Regions from separate parts of the Sus scrofa genome. Here regions 1 and 3 are each linked to region 2. A link is a contact called in public Hi-C and HiChIP or PLAC-seq data. All regions are on one chromosome and are shown on one strand. Each heading gives the region's core, a stretch centred on a gene start, on an enhancer-like site or on the middle of the called end of the contact. The rest is flanking DNA. Distances are from core to core; before and after follow the strand shown.

Region 1 (4,234 bases), core at 401-2,900, 400 kb before region 2:
ACAGGGTTCCCCCATATCCACACTAGGAAACTAATTCTTAGTTATAAGTGCTGCCCCATTCAGTGTAAGGTGCTGAGAAGCACCCCTGACTTCCATCCTCTAGATGCCAGTACCACCCCACCTTCACCACCCCCAAGCAGGGACAAAATGTCTCCAAGTATTGCCAAGTGCTCCCTGGTGGTAAAACTGCCTCAGGGATGAAAAATCACTGCTCTAGACCATTCATTTCATGCTGGTTTTCTCCTAAGTCCAAAGTCATAATTTTGCTGCCTGCACTTCAGGGGTCTAAGGCTTTTTTTTTTGGTCTTTTGTCCTTTTAGGGCCGCACCCGCGGCATATGGAGGTTCCCAGGCTAGGGGTCTGTCTAATCGGACCTGCAGCCGCTGCCCCACACCACAGCCACAGCGACGGCGACGCGAGATCGGAGCCGCGTCTGCGACTTACACCACAGATCACGGTAACGCCAGATCCTTAACCCACCGAGCGAGGCCAGGAATGGAACCAGCAACTTCATGGTTCCTGGTCGGATTCGTTTCCGCTGTGCCGTCTAAGACTTTAACATGAAGATGACGACCACGACGATTAGCTGATACTAACAATAATCAACACTTTACGTTGCCTTCATCTCTTACTAAATGGAGGCAATGCAATGTACGTTTGTTCTACAGATGTGGAAACTGAGGCTCTGGAAGAATTAACAATTTGCCCAATATCACCGGAGAAATAATAAAGGCTTGAAGCCAAGACCGGAACCCAAAGCTGGCGCCCCCCCCGAGAAGAAAAGTCTCCATGCATGGAATACCAGTGGCATAATAAAAATCAACTGATAAAAGTAGTACCTGCCCTGACATTCATCAGGCTGGGAGGGCGGGTGAAGCCACTTGCAAAATCAACAGGAAGCAAGATAAGCTCCAAGAACACGCTGCAGCTGAAAGTGTCAAAACAACCCCCTTTTGAGGCATTCCTGTCTACCTAGCTGTAAACTCTGTCCATTAACAGCATAGCTTCCGACCGTAACCTTATCAGTAAGAAGATAACGTCCCTCTCCCGCCTGGAAGCTCAGATTCTCTTGGATACCAAGAATCCTACTCCATTTCCACCCAGGTTCAGGGTTCAGATAAAGGGTTTCCGGACTCTACAATCCACAGGCATCTCATCTCTGTATTTCTCACGAAAACAGGACCTGGGTCCATGTCGCGGTCCAGACCCCACGGTGACCCCTTTGCACGTGGCTCAGCGTTGCTCTGCGCCAACGGAAACCAGGATGTATTTACATCTCACCCACACGCCTTCCCGGCAACTCTAAAATGAGTCCCGCGCGAGTCCTACGGTTTAGGGCGTCAAAAAGTCCCGCGCTTCACACTAAACCCAAAGGCCCAATCCAGTTCGACTCGGGCTGGACGCTAGAATTCGCCCTTTAAACAACCCCGCCCCCTGCCCTTTGAACTGTGCCCCGCCCTTTGACCCACTCCAAGCGCGGCTCGGCCCTGCGGTGGATTACGGAACAACCACCCTCAGGAGCCTATGTAGGCTAACACAGCAGTCGCCGCGGTTGGCTCCCGATCGCCATTCCGCATCCGGCTCCGGGGCTGCTGGGAGCGGAAAAGGGGGCAGGCCCGAGTTTGGGATTGGCGGATCCCCGAGGATGGGCGGGCTGGCTGTGTCCTCCAATCGTCGAGCAGAGAAACGCTATTCCCTGTTCACTGGGGTGCTACTGGGCACAGTGCCTGGCCCCACCCCCCCCGTAGGTCTTTCCTGAAGCTGGAATTGATTGTGGGCGTGGTTAAGGAAGGGTTCCCACATGGGCGTGGCTATGGCTAGAAAGAGGCCCAGGGGTGCCACGTGATTTCCCGTGCAATTACTGAGCCCCCAGGTGACTGTGATAAGCTGTGGTCTGTCACATGAGCAATAACTGGTTATTTCTGCGAACACTTTCCTCAAGCTAATACACCTCTGTAAAAAGACATTCCAGTTGTTGGAATGTTTCTTCCCCAAAAGTCACTCTCTTCTTCCAGAACTGGGGTCCCATTTTATTCATTTCTCTACCAATTGCTTTTCTGATAAATGCGTTGTGATACTCCATAGTGGCCACTGGATGGCGGCCTAGTTCACGTTTTCGCATTTGTGTCTCTTTTTGCATTAGGGTATAGGAGGGAAAAACGCAAGTGGATTCCTCAAAAAAAAAAAAAAATGTTTATTAAGCATCTCTGTATTCCAGACTCTATTCTCTACATTAGGGAAGACAACAGTAAACGAACACAAAAATCATTGCATTCATCCTTCTTAGATTCTAGTGGAGAAGGACAAAAAATTAACCATGTTAATAAAGAATATATATAATAAACGTAATATATCCCAATGTGGACAGGGGAGCAACTAAGAGCACCTGTCCCTGCTGCCTCCTCCAGGCCCCGCACAGCTGTTTAGTTCCCATCACAGAGAAACCTCTATACTGCCCTAATTGCCCTCTCTCCCTATTCTGGGAACCCAACCCCAGTCCTTTTCCAGATTCTAGATAGGATGCCTCTGGTACAGGAGAGTGCCAGGGTGACGGAGGTGAATTTGGGGAGGTCTGAGGACTCTGGGCAGCTCTTGGGTGTAAGCTGTCATCTCAGGCACTTGAAGAAGCTCACATGTACAATGGAAGGTGGCCAGGATGTGGTGCAGTTTGCTGAATTTACATTCAATTAGGGAGAATAAAAAATTCTTACATGTAGGTTTTCCTTTTAAGGACGTGTCTGTTTGGAAATGATAACTTCCTCCTACTATAGTGCACGCAAATCAGTTCTGAGCATATCATAGGCCTGAGTGTAATAGCTAAAACTCTGAAACACCTAAAAAAAAACAGATGAGAAAATTCTTTGTGACCTCGGTTAAGGAAAAGATTTCTTAGCTAGGATACAAAATGTGGCAAAGACACACAAAGAAAAGATCAGGTGGATTATTAAAATTTTGAATATTTTCTCTTTGAAGACCCCTGTGAGAAATCAAGCAGGCAAGCCACAACAAGGAGAAAATGTTTGTGAAACAGATCCTGACAGTCATTGTGTCCACAATATACAAAGAACGCTTTCAATGGAGAAAATCAGGACCACAAGAGGGCCCCCTTTCACCACCAAAACCTCGAGCTGGCTGTTTGGGACTAACCACTGAAGTATTTCAGGATAAACAAACTTGGCTCACCTGTGTGCAGTAAAGCAAATTTACTCACACCGGATTGTGATGAAGGAAACGGCAACGTTTATTGAAGACATCAAGCAAGGAACCCTGGCAGCTAATTCTCTAAAGACCAGAACTCCCTAGGGCTTTCAGGGAAAGGTTTGTTAAGGACGTGATGAGGGAGGAGGGGTGCAGGGTCCGGGCTCAGCTGGTGGACATTCTTCTGATTGGTTGTTGGTGAGGTAATTGGGAGTCAACATCATCAACCTTCTGGTTCCGACCGGTCTGGGGTCTACGTGTTCTTGGGCAGCATGCAGTTAACTTCTTCCACCTGGTGGGGACTTTGTTATCTGCAAAACAGCTCAAGGACAGGACTCAGAATATTGTTTGTAGCCCTTGAGGAGGAATTAAAGGTCCTTGACTTTGTTTAAAGGCCAAGCTATTATTACTTTTGTCTTGCTTGACTGTTTTCCCTTCTTTCTGCGTTTTCTAAGTTCTCTGAATTTATTCTTTGGTCCTCCAGGAAGGCCTAGGCGGCTAAAGGTTTTTATACAGACAAGAGGCAGGTGGGGATCATGGGGGGTGGGGGTTGTCCCGTGAAGGGCCCATAGGCTCCTGCTTGGTTACAGGGCCACAGATGTTAATTTACTCCCAGAGTTAAAGGAGAGAAAAATGCACAGTTACTTTATACATATGTGTATCTACACACAGAGGGAATGATGGCACAAAAAGGGACAAGCTATTAACATGGGGACAACTGGGTGGAGAAGGAACACGCAGGAGTTCTTGGTACTGATGGTGCTTTTTTTTTTTGTCTTTTTGCCATTTTTTGGGCCGCTCCCGTGGCATATGGAGGTTCCCAGGCTAGGGGTCCAATCAGAGCTGAGCTGCCAGCCTACGCCAGAGCCACAGCAACGTGGGATCCGAGCCGCATCTGCGACCCACACCACAGCTCACAGCAACGCTGGATCCCTAACCCACTGAGCGAGGCCAGGGACCGAACCCGCAACCTCATGGTTCCTAGTCGGATTCGTTAACCACTGCGCCACGACAGGAACTCCTGATGGTGCATTCT
Region 2 (4,206 bases), core at 723-3,222:
TGAAGAGTTATCAATCCAGGCAGCTGGGCTCCAGAGTCAAGCTCTAAACCACATACCCCATGTTGAACAGATGAGTTAAGATGAAAGGACAGGAGCTCCCGCTGTGGCACAGCACATTAAGGATCCTGCATTGCTGCAGCTTCAGCCTACGTCACAGCTGCAGCTTGTATTTGATCCCCGGCCTGGGAAGTCCCGTATGCCATGGGTTCAGCCAAAAAAAAAAAAAATTATGTAAGGACACAGCTCAGCCTGGGAGAAATTTCCCCACACCCCACCCCCACCCCGCTCCATCTTCCAGACCAACAAGGATGCTTCATGAACCTGACAACAGGCTGTAGCTCCCAGTGGTGCTAGCAGGGCAGACCTGGTTTAATGAGGGAGGTGCGGCTGCCTGAGCATAAGTGACTATCAAAGGAGGTAACTCTGAAAAGAGGGACCAACAGAAACCCCAGAAGCCAGGGGTGAGCAAGCTGGCAAGGTGTTAGGGACCACTGAGACCCGAACTCGTTCTACACAGATTAGCTGTGACCTGTTTGGAGTCACACAGCAAATCAAGGTCAGACAGGACTCAGGACTCCTGACTCCTGATTTATGCAGGGCCTCCCTCAAGACACAAAGGAGAGACACACACTATTTTCTTCCTTGCCATGACCCCAAGACCTAGCACAGCGTCTGTCACCATGGTAGCAGGTATTCAAAAAGTGCCCTTGAATGAATTGACCATCCAGTGTCTGCCAGACACGGTACTAAGCGCTTTATACACAGTATAACTCTGTATCATCTGTAACATCGGGCACATCAACCTCACAGAGTTGCTATGAATGAAGTTATGTTCATAGAGCACTGAGTACCATGATGGCACTTAGGATGCACTTGATAAACCAGCGCTGGTATTAAAATACCAGCAGGGAGTCCAACACCCATCTTTGTGCTCTGAAGGACAAAGGAGGTACACCTAACCACTTGAAGCCTGCCACTCATACCTCAGGCCCATTTTTCAAGGGTGTGGGCGTGGGGTTGGAGGACCCGCCCTCAGCCAAGTCAGAATCTGGGGATCCGCTCACTCTTGCGAAGGTGTGTCTTAGAGACAGACACGAAGAATTAGTAAGGGATGAAGAGTTCAGGATCCCCGAAATCTGGCCCCTCTAAACCAAGAATTCCCAACAAAAAGACTTCTGACAGATACCTTTCTCAAAGAGGGATCGCTCCGACAAGGCATACCTCAGGGCTGCTTGCAGGATCCCCCAGCGAGGACAGGCTTCTCAAAGCTCTTTGGAAGAGTCTCCTAGCATCTGGATGTCTCTAGAACTGTTTACGTGGATCCCCAGTACTGGACCCCTCACAGGCTGGTTTTTCCAGAACCCCGAGAAAGGAGTCGCCCTATCTGGGACCCCCGCCCCACACTTTGACTCTTCAGCGAATGGATCCTCAGAGATAGGGTCTCCAGAACTAAGGGGAAAGATCTCGCCGGGACCTGTCGGAGGAGGCCTTTTTACTCTCCCCCACCAGCCAACGAACAGCGCCGGGATTCCAAATGAGGCGCCCTCCTCTTTCCCGCTCGCCAGGCCTGGACCCCACCCTGTGCTCCCCGCCGCCAGAACGCTCCAGCGAGCTCCCAGATCGAAAGACCTACCAGACCGTCCGGCTCCCGCCGCTGCCACCACCTCTTCACCAACCTCGACGCTCACAGAGTGCTCTGGGGGCCGCCATCTTATCACCCACGTGACCGGGTCGGACGACACCAACGCAGCACCGGGGGGGTGGAAATCCAGTCAGAGGCTCCACAGAATGAGGAGCTACGGAAGCGCGAGTTATCACCTGTGCCAGAGTTCATACTCATACGTCAGTCGGAGTCTATGAGCATTCCTCAGGAAAGCGGAAGGGCAACTTCCATCCTTCCCCTGCGAGAGATTTTCTGCGGCCTACCCACTCGGTAGGACGAGTAGAAATGGTTTGTGCCGATTCAGCACGGAGGTGGGCTGGCTAGGGACAGAGCATGCGTAGTGTCCCCGGGGCGTGGTCAAGTTTCAGGGGCGTGACTAATGGATTCCCTGGGCTGGAAGCGAGATTGGAAAGGATTTTTTTTTTCTGTCTTTTGAGGGCCGCACCCGCGGCATATGGAGGTTCCCAGGCCAGGGGTCTAATCCGAGCTGTTGCTGCCGGCCTACGCCAGAGCCACAGCAAGACCAGATCCGAGCCGAGTGTCTGCGACCTACACCACAACTCACGGCAATGCCGGATCCTTAACCCACCGAACGAGGCCAGGGTGCCCGCAACCTCATGGTTTCTAGTCGGATTCGTTTCCACTGTGCCAAGACCGGAACTCCAAGGGAAGGATTAATAAAGGACTTGACCCATTCATTCATTCATCATTTAATAAATTGTAAATGGGCGCTGAGGACGATGGGCTGAAGCCCTTGCCCTCATAAACCTCATTTGATTGTCTGAAGGAAACAAACAATAGTAAGTAAAAGCACATGCTGGGCTAAAGAGAAAAAAGTCAACGCGGTGCGTGTTATGGGGTGTGCAGTTTTAAAGAACTTGGCTTTACTCTGACAAAATGAGAAGCCACTGGAGTGTCGTAATCAGGGAAATGGCATGCCCTGACTGTTAACAGGATATTCAGACTGGTGAGTAGATAACGGACAAGGAGGGGAACGGTGGAAGCGAGAAAACAGAAATAACTCAGATTCTAAGTTAACTTTGAAGGTGGAGCAAATAGTTTGTGGCTGGAATGGGTATGGAATTTAAAAGAAAGAGTTCTTTTAAGGATAATACAAGGGGTTTTGTGTGTGTGTTTTGGGGTTTTTTTTTTTTTTTTTTTTTTCGCTTTTTAGGGCCCCACCCGTGGCATATGGAAGATCCCAGGCTAGGGGTGGAATCCGAACTGTAGCTGCTGGCCTATGCCCCAGCCACAGCAACACCAGATCCGAGCCGTGTCTGTGACCTACACCACAGCTCACCGAAACGCCGGATCCTTAACCCACTGAGGGATGGAACCCACATCCTCATGGATCCTAGTCGGCCTTGTTAACCACTGAGCCATGAAGGGAACTCCAAGGATAATACAAGTTTTTTGACATGTAGGAAGGAGAGACCAACCATTAGCCAGTAGCCTCCCCATCCTATCAATCCAAGGTCCTGTTAACTCCACCTCTGACTTAGAGTTGGCATCCAGGCACTTCGGTCATTTCTACTGCTCCTATTAAGAGTCTGAACCACCACTGGTGTCATCAGGATGTTGCCTACAAGAAGAAAAGAGAGCTTGTAAGCGATTATATCAAAACAGTACTGTGGTTCCTCAAGAAGTTAAAACATAGAACTACCATGTGATCCAGCAATTACCCTTAGTTACACCCAAGAGACATAAAAGCAGGAACTCACACAGATAGTTGTACATCCATGCTCATAGCAGCATTATTACTTTTCTTTCTTTTTTTTGTCCTTGTCTTTTCAGGGCCACATCCTTGGCATATAGAAGTTCCCAGGCTAGGGGTCAAATCGGAGCTGTAGCCACCAGCCTACACCACAGCCACAGCAACACCAGATCCAAGCTGCGTCTGCAACCTACACCACAGCTCATGGGAACGCCAGATCCTTAACCCACCATCGAAGCATTATTCACAGTGGCCTCAGGGCTTGTAACCTCTATTATATTTTCTGTCTCTATGAATTTGGCTACTCTTGGAACCTTAGAAAGTGGAATCATACATTATCTGTACTTCCATTGTCTGGCTTATTTCACTGAGCATTATGTCCTCAGGGTTCATCCACATTGTAGCATGTGTCAGAATTTCCTTCCTTTGGAGTTCCCGTCGTGGCGCAGTGGTTAACGAATCCGACTAGGAACCATGAGGTTGCGGGTTCGGTCCCTGCCCTTGCTCAGTGGGTTAATGATCCGGCGTTGCCGTGAGCTGTGGTGTAGGTTGCAGACGCGGCTCGGATCCTGCGTTGCTGTGGCTCTGGCGTAGGCCGGTGGCTACAGCTCCAATTCAACCCCTAGCCTGGGAACCTCCATATGCCGCCGGAGCGGCCCAAGAAATAGCAACAACAACAACAAAAAGACAAAAAAAAAAAAAAAAAAAAAAAAAAAAGAATTTCCTTCCTTTGAAATGTCCTTCCTACTGCATGAATGAACCACATTTTGTTTATCTCTTCATCCGTCAATGGACATTTGGATTGTTTCCACCTTTTGGCTGTTGTAAA
Region 3 (4,272 bases), core at 409-2,908, 330 kb before region 2:
TCAGTTTTCTCCTCTATGAAATGGGACTGTCCTAAAGACTAAATGAATTTAATATCCGTAAGTGTTGGAGACCTGGTCTGCCACATGAGACACTCAATACCGATTTTTTCCCCCCATTCTGTGTGTATAGCAGGGACCACAACTTCAGCTCCAGGCCTCAGTCTTGCCTTCTGAGCAGGGGGCTCCACCTTCACCCAGGGCAGGGACCACCAGCCCTCAGCTCACCTGTGGTACTGAGCCTGCAGGAGCTGAAACTCATCTTTGATGCGGTCGCAGGAGTCCGAGGTGGTGAATTTGAGTTGCTGGGGTAGGTGCGACGAGCCCTGTGGGGAGGGGGCGGCCCGGGTCAGGACCAGGAGGGGGCCGCCACCCACCTTCCTCCCTGAGGGCGCCCCCCCTCCACCAGGCTGCGGCCTGCGCAGCTGCAGCGTCCCCCCACACCCTGCCCCACTTCCCTGGCTGTGTTTACAGCCCCTGGCTCGGCCCCCGCCCTCGCTTCCTGCCCCCGCCTCTCCCCGAGAAGCTAAGGAGGGTGGGTGCTCCCGGAGCCGCTCGTCCCCCTCCACCCCCAGGCTGTGGGGGTGCATTTGAAGGGCCGCCCTTGGTGGGGGGTAGGGTGCGCCCTCTACCGCGCCTCCACAGCGCCGGGAGGGGTTGCACGTCTGAGCGTCCCAACTGCCTCAGGGAGGGGGGAGAACGCGTCCTAGTGAATCCCCCTCCCCAAAGCTGGGAGGCGGGGGCAGGCTTCCTGGCAAAGTCCCCTTGGGAGAGGGGGCTCTCAGCGCCCAAAATCTTCCGGGGGTGCGGGGGCCCACCCCAGATTCCTAGCACCCTTCCTCCAGGCCGCGCGCTCTTCCGGGAGGGGTGCGCCTTGACTCTCCCCCACTCCCAGGCCCCAAAAGCAGCCCCAGCGTTAGAGGTGCCTAGTGGGGCTCCCGGGGCGCCCCAGGCCCCAGGCCAAGGCCAGCGAGGCCCAGCCTGGCTTGGGGTGGGGGTGCGCAGGGTCCAGGGTCTGGGGCGTGCTCTGAGCTGGGGGCAAAAGGGGACCTGGGGGGGCTCTGGGCCCGGAAGCTGGGAGGGGGACCCGGAGCTGGCGGCGGTTGCGGGGGGGGAGCAGCTCTGGGCCCAGAGCTGGAGGGGACTGGGCCCAGGAGTTGGGGGGAGGTGCCGAGCTGGAGGCGGGGGGTTGGCCTGGCAGGGACCTGGAAGGGGGTCGCAGGGCTTGGACCTAGAGGGGGCGCTGGGTTCGGATATGGGAGGGTACGGGGCCCCGACCTGGAGGGACGCAGGGCCCGAACCTGGGGGAGGGAATAGCCCCGGCTGGGAACTGGGGATACCGGGCCAGGACGTAGGGGGACGCAGGGCCCGGAGCTGGGGGGGGTGGCTGGGCTGGGAACCGGGGGTGCCGGGCCCGGACGGGGGGGGGGGGGGCCGCCGGGCCGACGGGCCCCGCTTACCGAATGCCTGCTTTGTGGAAACATCATGTCAGTCGCGGCGGGGGGCGCAGGCTGCGCCCCGGCTGTGCGCCCCGACTCGGGCTGCTCGGGGCGCCGGGCGGCCGCGCCTTTGTCCCGGAGCCGATCGGCAGCTCCCGGGGCCGCCGCCGCCGCCTCCCGCGCCCGGCCTCGCCCGCTTCCTGCGCCCCCTCCCCGCGCGCCCGGCCCCGGCGCGCCCCGGGCCCCGCTTCCTGCGCGCCCGGCGCCCCTCCCCGCCCCTCCCCGCCGCCCGCCTCCCCGCACGCCCGGCCGCCGCTCCTATTGTCTAATGGCGGCGACGCCGGCAGTGGCCGCGGCCTCGGCTGCGCGGAGGCTCCGGCTCCACCTGCTGCTGTCGCCGCCGCCGCCGCCGCCGCCGCTGCTGCTTCCCGGGCCCCGTGCGCGCCGCCGAGGGGGGGGCGCGCGCCCGGGGAGGCCCGCGGATCCCCACCCATCCGCCTCCCCCGGGCCGGCCGGCGCGGTGACCTTGGGCCCGCGCGCCCCCGCCCCGCCGCGGCCCCTCCCGGCCGGGTGGCCTCGGCAACCGCCAGGGCCTCGGTTTCCCCATCGGTCAAAGCTTGGGGCCCGGCTGCCCCCATCGAAACCGCCGGCGCTGTCATGGCGCGACCCGGACGCGTGCCAGGGACATGCTCTGTAACCTTGGCTCACTGGCTTTTCTCTGAGCCTCGGTTTCCTCCTCCGTAGAAAGGCGGGGATGATACCGCCGACCTCCTGGGAGCCATACCTTGACTCACATTAATGGAGCGCCTACTGTGTGCCAGGTGGGGGTGGGAGGGGGTACAGAGTCCCTACCCTGGTGGAGAAGACAGAAGACAGAGAGACCAGCCAAAGAGCCAGGTCCCTGGCAGGTCAGATGGTGGTAACAGCTATAGAGAAAAGAAAGCAGGAGGGAGGGCCGGGAAGATGTGATTTTAAACAGAGGGAACTCAGATGGACCTCTTTGGCCGCTAAGCGGATCTGAAGACGAGAGAGGGAGCCAGTAGGCTATGGGGTTGGTCGCTTATTTTAGGAGGCAGAAACAGCCAGTGCAAAGGTACTGAGGCAGCACTGTGCCTAGCACAGGTGGGGGTGGGGTGCTTGAGAGGAAAAGGGAGCAGAGGGGCAGGGCTAGCAGCTTCTGGAATTTGCACAGAGGCCTGGCTTCCAGAAGGGCCTCTGCTTGGGTGGATGATCTGCTGTGTTGGTCTGGAAATTCCTAATAATTTTTGAATGGTCTTGTTTTGCATTGGGGCCTGCAAATTCTGTAGCTGGTGATGAGGCGGGACAGATGGTGCAGGGCCTTGTGGGCTCAGGGAGGATTTGGGCTTGCTCGGAGTGAGATGGGAGCCCTGTGAGATGGTGGGCAGAGGAGAAACAGGGCTGATGGGGACTTTGATAGGATCTCTCTCCCTTTCCTGTGGAGAGCAGGCCTCCAAGAAACCAGAAATAAGGCACATTAAGTTCCAGGAAGTGCTAAATACATAGGCTCTTAATTGTCACCATCATCATCATCCACTATGCACCTTTGCCTCCTGGATGAATTTAAATTCTTCCAGCCTTGGGTTTTCCCATTTGTAAAATGGAGACTTAGGACCGTGGTCACCTTTCCCAGGAAGATGAGGGTCCAGGACAAGGTTGAGATGAATAAGCAAAATTTAAGCCCCTCCCACCCCCAAAACCCATCAAGATAAAACAATACTTTAACACTATACATATGTATATATATTTTTTCTTTTTAGGGTTGCACCCACGGCATATGGAGGTTCACAGGTTAGGGGTCGAATCGAAGCTGCAGCTGCTGGCCTACACCACAGACACAGCAACACAGGATCTGAGCTGCATCTGCTACCTATACTACAACTCATGGCAATGCCAGATCTCTGTCCCACTGAGCAGTGCCAGGGGTTGAACCCAAATCCTTGTGGATACTAGTCAGACTTGTTTCCGCTGTGCCACAATGGGAACTCCAACACAATATTTTTAACAATAAAAATTCATGTCCAAAAATTCACAATGAGGAAAACACCATCATGTTAAATGAGATAGCATCCAAAGGGGTCTGCTACGAAAATGCAGGGTCTCCCTCATATGAGACAAAAGGCACAGGAGTTCCCTAGTAGTTCACAGGTTAAGCATCTGGCATTGTCTACTGAGGTGGCGCTGGTTGCTGCTGTGGCAGTTTTGATCCTTGGCCCTGGGGCTTCTGCATGCCCTCTTGCCCTGAAAAAAGAGAAAGGCACAAACTTTTAGAAAATTTATTCCTAACAGTTCTGGAATGTGCAGACCCCACAAATCATATTGGAGTCCCCAGTCAGAATGGGGTACAGAATTTTCTGGACTCAAGGCAAAATGAAAATGCAGGGCCTCGTGTTTACAAAGGATCAGGAATTTAAAGATGGAGAAAACAGGAGTTCCCGTTGTGGCTCAGTGGTTAACGAATCCGACTAGGAACCAAGAAGTTACGGGTTCGATCCCTGACCTCACTCAGTGGGTTAAGAATCTGGTGTTGCCATGAGCTGTGGTGTAGGTCCCAGATTTGGCTCAGATCCCTCATTGCTGTGGCTATGGTATAGGCCAGCAGCTGTAGCTCTGATTAGACCCCTAGCCTGGGAACCTCCATGTGCTGCGGGTGTGGCCCTAAAAAGCGGGGGAAAAAAAAAAGATGGAGAAAACATCCTTTAACCAAGTGCAGGGCCCTTCCTTTGAAGGTAGGGTCTGTAGGGCTTCAGGAGTCATAGGTCCAAGAAACCACCCTGCTCCCAACCCTCCCCACCCCTCGTGGGGACCAGACACCTTT

The links. A called contact is a pair of places that touch in the nucleus more often than the background predicts. HiChIP or PLAC-seq counts read pairs in DNA pulled down with a chosen protein or histone mark.
Region 1: a Hi-C map of liver shows a contact between it and region 2, with 4 times the contacts expected there. The contact joins the enhancer-like site here to the promoter of DOHH in region 2. A contact is called at or near these places in 1 of 5 promoter capture datasets (fetal skeletal muscle) and 6 of 47 Hi-C or Micro-C datasets (embryonic fibroblasts, epiblast stem cells, heart right ventricle and 3 more).
Region 3: a contact with region 2 is called in an H3K27ac HiChIP or PLAC-seq map of alveolar macrophages. The contact joins the promoter of AES here to the promoter of DOHH in region 2. A contact is called at or near these places in 1 of 5 promoter capture datasets (fetal skeletal muscle) and 1 of 2 datasets of contacts at active chromatin or transcription factors (alveolar macrophages).

Annotation. Positions count from the first base shown.
Region 1 is chr2:75,564,702-75,568,935 of Sscrofa11.1, reverse strand. No RefSeq gene overlaps it. Among named protein-coding and RNA genes, the nearest start is that of TLE6, 16 kb to the right of the region's middle. Within about 2 kb of position 1,650, at least 64 of the 83 cell types and tissues checked have an H3K27ac peak or open chromatin away from gene starts, as enhancers often do. A contact at or near this core is called in embryonic fibroblasts, fetal skeletal muscle, liver and 2 more, where this site is marked.
Region 2 is chr2:75,162,302-75,166,507 of Sscrofa11.1, reverse strand. It overlaps DOHH (deoxyhypusine hydroxylase), which reads right to left and starts at 1,972. Exons shown (of 5, transcript XM_003123042.4): 1 at 1,634-1,972. It also overlaps a transcript of FZR1 not described here.
Region 3 is chr2:75,489,594-75,493,865 of Sscrofa11.1, reverse strand. It overlaps AES (amino-terminal enhancer of split), which reads right to left and starts at 1,658. Exons shown (of 7, transcript XM_021084158.1): 1 at 1,458-1,658; 2 at 226-323. The coding sequence starts at 1,484.